2 separate regions of the Bombyx mori genome follow, and region 2 is linked to region 1. Evidence: chromatin contacts called from public Hi-C data. All regions are on one chromosome and are shown on one strand. The core of a region is the stretch at or near the end of the contact, and the rest is flanking DNA. Distances in the headings are between cores, read along the strand shown.

The links. Hi-C and Micro-C count contacts between places; a contact is called where the count stands out from the background.
Region 2: a contact with region 1 is called in a Hi-C map of posterior silk gland, with 2.2 times the contacts expected there. The contact joins the promoter of InR here to the enhancer-like site in region 1. A contact is called at or near these places in 7 of 7 Hi-C or Micro-C datasets (middle silk gland, midgut, posterior silk gland and 2 more).

What each region holds. Positions count from the first base shown.
Region 1 is chr5:13,204,637-13,209,055 of ASM3026992v2, reverse strand. All of the region lies in intron 2 of InR (insulin receptor), which reads left to right. Among protein-coding and RNA genes, the nearest start is that of LOC110385885, 35 kb to the right of the region's middle. Within about 2 kb of position 2,010, at least 8 of the 8 cell types and tissues checked have open chromatin away from gene starts, as enhancers often do.
Region 2 is chr5:13,244,743-13,249,089 of ASM3026992v2, reverse strand. InR (insulin receptor) reads left to right here and starts at 1,477. Exons shown (of 26, transcript NM_001043546.1): 1 at 1,477-1,677.

The DNA of each region.
Region 1 (4,419 bases), core at 761-3,260:
TTCGCTTGAACACCCTCATGCGCTGCGAAACAATTGTGTTAAGATCATAAAGATACACCAAACTGCATTGTGCACCATCCAAGTTTACGTATTCATTACAAGCGACCCGCCCTCGCTTCGCTTCGGAAACTGTAATTTATTATTGATTTCTCCAATATTTAATGGATGTTATTATACATATAAACCTTCCTCTTCAATCACTCTATCTATTAAAAAAACTGCATCAAAATCCGTTGCGTAGTTTTAAAGATTTAAGCATACATAGGGACAGAGAAAGCGACTTTGTTTTATACTATGTAGTGATAATTCTATGCCTTTATATAATAATTTTATTTTACATTTAGATTTGAATAATTTATCGTGCTGTGAGACGAATTGTTTTGTATGGGTGACAGACGTTTTCGAGTAAAACAAGATTGTAATAAAGATTCATTTCATTTTGTTTGTTTTATTAATTCTGTCTGGAGGTCGCCAAATGGTTCGTATGATTGTTTCAACGTTAGATATACTAATTCTGACTACATTTAAAAGGTATGCATGCAATCTTATGTCATTATTATTTATTCGACCCAGCTTCAGAAAGTTCATGGTCAAATAATAAGCTTAAAATTGTTATTTGCAAATAAAATGCAACATTTGAGCTTTGTCTTCAACATTTGAACTGTAAACATGTACAATGTTGATGAAGATTAACTGGTGGTAGGACCTCTTGTGACCGCACGGGAAGGTACCACCACTCTGCCTATTTCTGTCGTGAAGCAGTAATGCGTTTCGGTTTGAAGGGTGGGGCAGCCGTTGTAACCACACTGAGATCCTAGAACTTATATCTCAAGAAATTATATTTACGTTGTAGATATCTATAGGCTCCAGTAACCACTTAACACCAGGTGGGCTGTGAGCTCAAGGGCGGATCCAGCTTTGGCGCCAGGAGAGGGTCACATAGTCAAATTTAGATGCGTTCGTTCCCAGACGTTTGCAATTATACAAAGTTATTATATTATATTAAATTAATTAAATATTGAAGGTATGAAGTTACATAAAATCTGTATGGTGACAAAATATATAAATAAAATCATTATATTCAATTAGTGGTCCATCTAAGTCCTGGAACCAGCTCAGGGGGTGGTCATGACCCCCATCACCCCCCCCTGGATCCGCCATTGAGTGAGCTCGTCCACCCATCTAAGCAATAAATAAAAAAAAGATGAATTATCATTAAACAATTCTTGAAATTTTTTGTTACGATTTTTTCAAGGTCACAAACAGGAAAACGACCTCTGTCTGTCATATCAAACTGTGTTTATGTCAACACCAATATGTATCTGAACCGGATATACGATTTTTTTGTGGTAACCGCAAAATATTTCAATGACATATTGGAGTGCATTGCTTTAATTTTTATCAAAATAAATGCGTTTCTGGAATACGTTTTCAGTATTTTAACTTTTCGTATCACATTCGTCCATCGGTGCTTGAGGAAAAAGATACAAACAAAAACCGTTGTATGGAAATGAGGAGCAAAATCAAAAAATTCCGACCACACTCGTATCTCAAACTCTAAATGTTGCGCTTCCATTCATCATTTACAACGCTCCGCAATCTACTACGTATTTACTACAGCGATCGCGAGTGCTACACGAGTACTTAAACGTGCTTATTGGGCACATGACGCGACATGCATGTGCAGTTTTGCGTCGTACGCTGCGTTCCGCCGCCGTCAGATGATTTTCACCGCTTACGTTTATCAATCTCAAATCACCGAGTCGACTGAATGAGGTAATTTACGAAATTATAGTGAAACGTAACCGCGTCCTAGATTCGGTCACTGAGGTACATTTCGTTATATAGTATCGACTTGTTTACGTTAAAACGCTTCAATGGAAGATACGGCGCGCGTAATTTTTGATTTAAATCATTTCGCGGTACGATGTCGTGGTACGGTGGTAAAGGGTGCGGGCGGGTGGAGCGAAGGCTGTAGTAGAGACGTAGTAAGCGCGGTAGGGCGGGGGGGTCACGACTCGTCGCGTTCAATATTATGTCTCGGTACATGTGCACTTTCTGTTGCTAGTGATGGCATAAAATTATAATCGATGCTCACGATCAAAACATAGGAAATGTTTTGAGGTTTCGATTCAGTGAGCGACCATTTACACTTATCGTATTTAAAACTTCCGGTATGTCAAAGACTAGGCAGATCGTAAGATTTTCAACCAATCAATAGCAATAAAATGTATTGCTATGATGCCGTTTTCAGAAGTAACGGTAGTAAAATAATAATAATAATGAATATCATGTTTTTATTAACATTGCACGGGAATCGATCAATTACTATAAAGTTTTATCGATATCGATGCACTATACCATCTCTACGTCGTTGAGTTGTACAATAACATTCCAGGCTATAAATATCTGCTAGTCTGAGTGACCGAGGATTGTGGGAGGTGGGTCAGCGTTGCGGCGCGAGTTCATTTGCATCGCAATGCACCGGCGGCCGTGTACTCTGCCTTCATACTATAATGACTTTACTGAAGTTCTGTTTTACGTGCCGAAGAGCCGTTCCTCCTTGTCTCTCTTTCTCTTTCTCTCACACACACACCACTCACATGCTCGTACAACCTTTACAATTAATTCGCATTAATGATTGCGTTCCATTCAGCTGATGTGTAATACGTAGTGGACATTAAAGGGAAAGATTATTGTATTCGTAACGCATTTATTGTAAATCAATTTGGTTTAATATGTTTTGTAGATATCTGTACTTTTTATTGATAAGATGAAGGCTAATTGATTTAATAAGATAACGTGTTGTTTTCTTTGTTGTACGAGTATGATTTTATTGCAATAAAGTTGTTTGAAAAAAGTAATGTTTTTTCTTGTGAGGAAGTCTTGTTCAAGTGCTGACTAGTACGTTTTTGTACACAACGTACATGCGTGCATTTTAATGTATTTTGACTGCGACCTTCACTTCGATCGCACATAGAACCGGCTATGAAACGCTTTTATCTTAACTACGCAATAAAGAAACAACCTTGTACAATTCAATTATTTAGTTTCTAACTATTACTTATAACAAACTAATTTAATAACGTTAAGATTCTAGTAATTATTACCGAATATATGCTAAAAATATATATATTATACCAAAAGCAACTCAGTGAACATCAGAACCTGAATCTGAACATCAGAACCTGATCGAAATTTCAATTACTATAGAGCTATAATATATATAATATTAGAGCAGAAAAGGGCAGGTTAGTGGTGACCAGTGCGAGCTTAGAATACGGTTCACCGGGCGGTGATTACTTTTTTATTTTTTATTGTTTAGATGGGTGGACGAGCTCACAGCCCACCTGGTGTTAAGTGGTTACTGGAGCCCATAGACATCCACAACGTAAATACGCCACCCACCTTGAGATATAAGTTCTAAGGTCTCACGTAAGTAAGGTCTTACTTACGGAAGTTCATATAAATATTGCGAGATTAATTTTGATTACGCGATGTTATTCGTGGAAGTTCTTCGTGAATACTTGTTCAGTGTGTATATATAATATTTTCTAAAAAAACAATTTATAATTTGTCTGCGATATTTTAGGCAATTTTGACCATTGTATTTTCGCGAGATTAGAAACTGCTAATTGGTATATTCGGCATCTTATCCTTTAAGCCAGCGACTCTCGAATACCGTGTCGCGACACATTGATGTGTCCCAAGCCTTTTTTTTTATTTTTTTGGTCAGGAGGAAATCGCCGGACTTCCGCCCTTTTCTGGGGATACTGGGCGGGGTATGTCAGAGTCGAACTGACTAAAACCTCCTGTCGCTCAACAACCAACGTCCAAACCTGCATGCATGAGACAGAACTCATGACAAGGCAAAGGGGGGAAAGTGAAGCGTTTAGTGCGGAGCACATCTCTCCCATCACCCTCCCCCTCGGGACGCCGGACTGGCGGTCGTCGGCGCCACGACCACCAGCCCTCTCGGTCGGCAGGCTATCCGGAGCCCGCCTAGATGGTTAGAGTGAGCTATCCTACGGAATACCCCGCTGGGTCAGAACCAGCGTGGGTCGAGGATAGCCGGCCTTCCATCACCCGGATGCTCTTGCGTAAAACGCGTGCAGAGCAGCTTGCACGTCGTCTTCTTAGGGGGGCCTCGCCGGTCCCCAGACCGACATATGAGGGGGGACCCGAAACACTTAGAGGGCCAGGGCTTGGGCGAGATCCGCCTCCCTGGCCCCCGCTCGACGACGGCGGGATTGTGCGTCTCTCACGCGCCCCGCCGCCTCTTTCTGCGAGATGGTGCACTCGCAGAAGTCGAGCATCGCCTTCCACGACTCGTCGTCGCCGAGCATCGATGCCACGACACTCGGCAACGACAAGTCGGTTCCTATTTTTGCGACGAGGACACGGCGCCACTCCTCCCAT
Region 2 (4,347 bases), core at 228-2,727, 41 kb before region 1:
GCCCGTTCGCAAATAAATGCGTTACAACCTGATGATTTTTTTAAGAACATGCCTAGAATACATGTTATGTCAATCGAAACGGTGTCGCTATAACTAAAAGGTCAAATTAAGCACCTGTATCAATGTTGGGGAAACTTAAGTATTGTGACCTAATACCGACAAGCATGTGGAAAATATTTACACGGTTGAGTAACACGTTACACACGTCTCCCATGATATTGTGCTTCTGCAACCTATTATTGTAGTTGACGCATGATTAAAATTCGCGTAAGCCACTACCTTTAGACAATTTTAATTGAATAAATTAAATACTTTACCAAAATGTTTCCAATATAAAATAAAAACGCCATTTTATTTTGGAAGTGTCAATTAACGATAAAATTCAAATAGAGTTCCGTTGAACTTTGACTGTTCAATAAAACATTTTTGATAACATAATAATTTTATAATGTAAAAGTCAACAACATAACACGATACCTACTCATTTTTACACATTATTATATAATTTGAGATCATTGAAACGTTTCTTAAACAAGGTATCCCACAAGTACTACAATAAAGACATCTTGTGTAACTACCCTAGATACCTACGCTACTCTACAGCTTGCGAAAGCAAATCCATAAGTAGATATTTTCCTGCTTATCGAACATTTTAATTTTAATAATAAAAAAATTGAATGTTTCTGCCTACGCTTGTATTGTGCATTGCCAACACTATTTGAGATGATTATTATCCTTGCTTACAGATTTGAAGATTGTGTATAATAAGAATTGTGTAGTTTTAATTTTTATTACTTAGACAGGTGGACGAGCTCAAGATCCACCAGGTGATAAGTGGTTACCGGATATTATAGTCATCAACGATGTAAATACCGCTACCCACCTTAAGACATGACTTAAGTCTCAGTTTACAATACATTGAAGGCTAAATTATATCTTATTATTAATCTGTTGTCTAGCCTATCAAGTTATTAATCTAGAAATTAATTTTTTTCCCTCAAGTACATGTGTAGCACAGAATTTTTCGTTACAGGAAATACGAAATAATAAACTAATCAAAAAGAAGATACGCTGCTGGCATCAGTTAAGGAAGACACGAAATATGCTGGATTTGCTAATATATTTTATTAGTTATCTTCTTTACAAGTTTAACTTGTTTGATAATAAAGATGAATAACTTTGGAAGTAAATAGTGGTAACCTTTTCGTGAATGTCACATTGACCACATCTATAGTTAGTTAAGTAAAGCTTACTGTCTACTCTTTAACATCCCAAAGCCAAGCGCGGCAGCGGGCAAGATCCATCTGTCCTACAACAGGATAGACTAAAAAAAGTAAGTACACGAGAATGGGCGAGCTGCATTCCTCGACTGGGTCGACGGCACGGCCGCGCGGGCCGGTAGTGTAGATAGTGTAGAAGAGGTACCGCGGACGCGAGCTCTCCGCTTCCCCAGTCCCCAAGTCCCCAGTCGTTCGCGCGCTTCGTTCGTGGCAACTGGTTTGTGTGTTGCCCGCTCTCTATCGCGTGTTTACAATTGTGTTGTTATTGTTTTAACAGTCTGTGTTGTGGAAGGAACAGTGTGTGATTGAAACATTGTGATATATTTGCGTAACTGACCGATTACTCTCAAATAGTGGATCGGGATAATAATTCAGCCTCAATAGGCGTCGAGCTCAGGTAAGTGTATCACTTCATAATAGTATTCAACTCTATAATGATTAGAATGAAAATGTTAAGAACCTGTGCTTACGCCTCTAGATACTTATTGTGTTATGGTTGCCCACGTGACGGCATGTATGTTCATAGCTTACCACGTGGTATGAACTATGAGCTGTGGTGTAAACAACTCTGTGTGCCCTTCTCCGCAACAACGCGACGCGACGCGGCGCAGACGGGTGGGTTGCGCACGCTTGTATCGTCTTCCACGACACTCGCTCAATTTAGCATTTGTATTCTATATAGGTAATAATAGTACACATATTTTGTTTTTAACATATAAATGCCAAGTTATTAAAAAATCTGGTAATTAAATTATTAGTATGATAAACCATAATTTCAGTGGCGCCCAGCATCATTATTGAAGGGTCAAGGATGATATATACATGCATATAACTTTCAAGTATTTTTATCGTGATTTTAGGGCAGAATTTTGAAAATCTATATTTATAATTATTTTGAAAATGTTAATTCTAAAATGTGAATAGTTAATGATACTCACATTGTCTGAATCAAGGAGATTTCTTGTTTCGCGATTATCGAAATACATATTAAAGTAAAACGAAATAGGAACTAAAGGACAAACCCGAAATCCATACAAACTTGGGCCTGGCGTTACAGTGCTAGAATTTGGGCATAAGTTACAATACCTAAGAAGGTTTCATGAGCCCAATTTTCAGGTCTCCCAGCAATGGCCAAATTGGTAAAATCAGACAATGTTTACATTTTAGGTTATGTTTATTGTTCGAGATATTTTAATAAAAACGATATTTTTGAGGCTGTTTCCTACTAAAGATGAGTAATTTTTTACGAAACCTGTTGCAGCAACAGGTTGCTTTAAAATAAAAATGGAACCTGTTACGAGAAATCGCGTGTTAGGTTGTTTACGAAAACGAACGAAAGCCAAAAATTAAAAACAACGTAATGCGAAACGCGCTGCGCACGAAATGATTTTTTTAAGGGATTTTATGGCCTGGTAACTAAGACCTTTGGGTCAGTCTTATTTTAATTTTAATGAAAACTTTTTTATATGAAAAACTATATTTATATGATAACTTTTTTATATAAAATATAAATCATTACGTGCTCCCATATTATCTCATCACCTTTCATTTAATTTTATTTCATGCCTTTTTTATTTTTATTTTTTATTGCTTAGATACCTATCGACGAGCTCACAGCCCACCTGATGTTAAGTGGTTACTGGAGCCCATAGTCATCTACGACATAAATGCGCCAACCACCTTGAGATACAAGCTCTAAGGTCTCAGTATAGTTACAACGGCTGCCCCGCCCTTCAAACCGAAACGCATTACTGCTTTACGGGAAAAATAGGCGGGCGGGAGGCGCGGACTCACAAGAGATCCTACCACCAGTAAAATTATTAATGTAACTACACCATAGAAAAACTTAAAGTACCAAATCGACTTTTTCATGTGATATTGGCACGGTTATTTATTTCTTTTAATGATTTTTGTTAGTAGATTTTGGTGCTTTACGTTACGTTATTCAATGAGATTAAGTTTTTAATCTGGCGAATCATGGCACAACTAAATAGCGGCAATCCAAAATATCTTCAGTTGGCAACATTAAAGATAACATAACACGATTTGATACATTTGTATTTTTTTAGGGCATAGTCACATTAATATAAAAATGCAAAACTATCCTTTCATGCTATATTTAATGTTGTCAGTTGTAGATATTTTGAATTGCCGCCATTGTAAGTAGTTGTGTCACGATTCGATGGCCATACTCTATTTATATTGATTAAAATACCTATAAAAACAGTCATTTATCCTAAAGCAAAAGAGTATTAATTATTTTTTACACTCGATTTCCACTAAATCGATCCTATTTTATGGATGCTCTAATTCTAATCCGCACGTTTGTGGAGCTAGTTACGTATGTATATTGAAATAAGTGTTGCAGATGTTTACAAAGATTGTTTAAAACAAAAAATTGAATTCAACTTATTTTCTACACTTGGCCATTGTCAATGAAGCTAAGATTTCAATAGGTTAATCAAGCAAAATAGACGAATTTTTTGGTACATATCCCATTCGTGTAACGCTTAGGCCCAAAATGGGGTTTCTCCTTTATAGTCTATAATCAAAGGATAGACCAAAGAGAATATAATTAACTACGCTTGTTCATATAGCTATGCTCGGGCTCAAAAAGGATTACACATAAAAGAATAATACGTAATAATACGTAATATGGCTAACATTACGATCTATGAGAGCGTTTGTTGTTTACACTAGGGACATGCTAGCCTTTAAAAAGTAATTGAAGGGATCTAGAATTATTTCTTAAGGTTGGTAAGCCTCTTTGTAAATTACAATCAGAGATATGATAAAGAATGTATTTTCGTCATGTTGAAACTATTTAATATGCTGCTTAAAATGTCCATGCCATGCAGTAAAAACCATCAGTTATAAAAATATAAGGATTACTACGTTAGAATTCACAATTCTAGGTTATAGGTACATTTAGATTTTAATTCATCTTATTTGTCAAATTAATTTCAACGATAAGATAAAAACAATAAATTTTCGTTAAGTCGTTTAAATTTTAATAAGCGAAAAGAAAAACAAACGGATTTATTTACATTATACAACAATTTTTGAG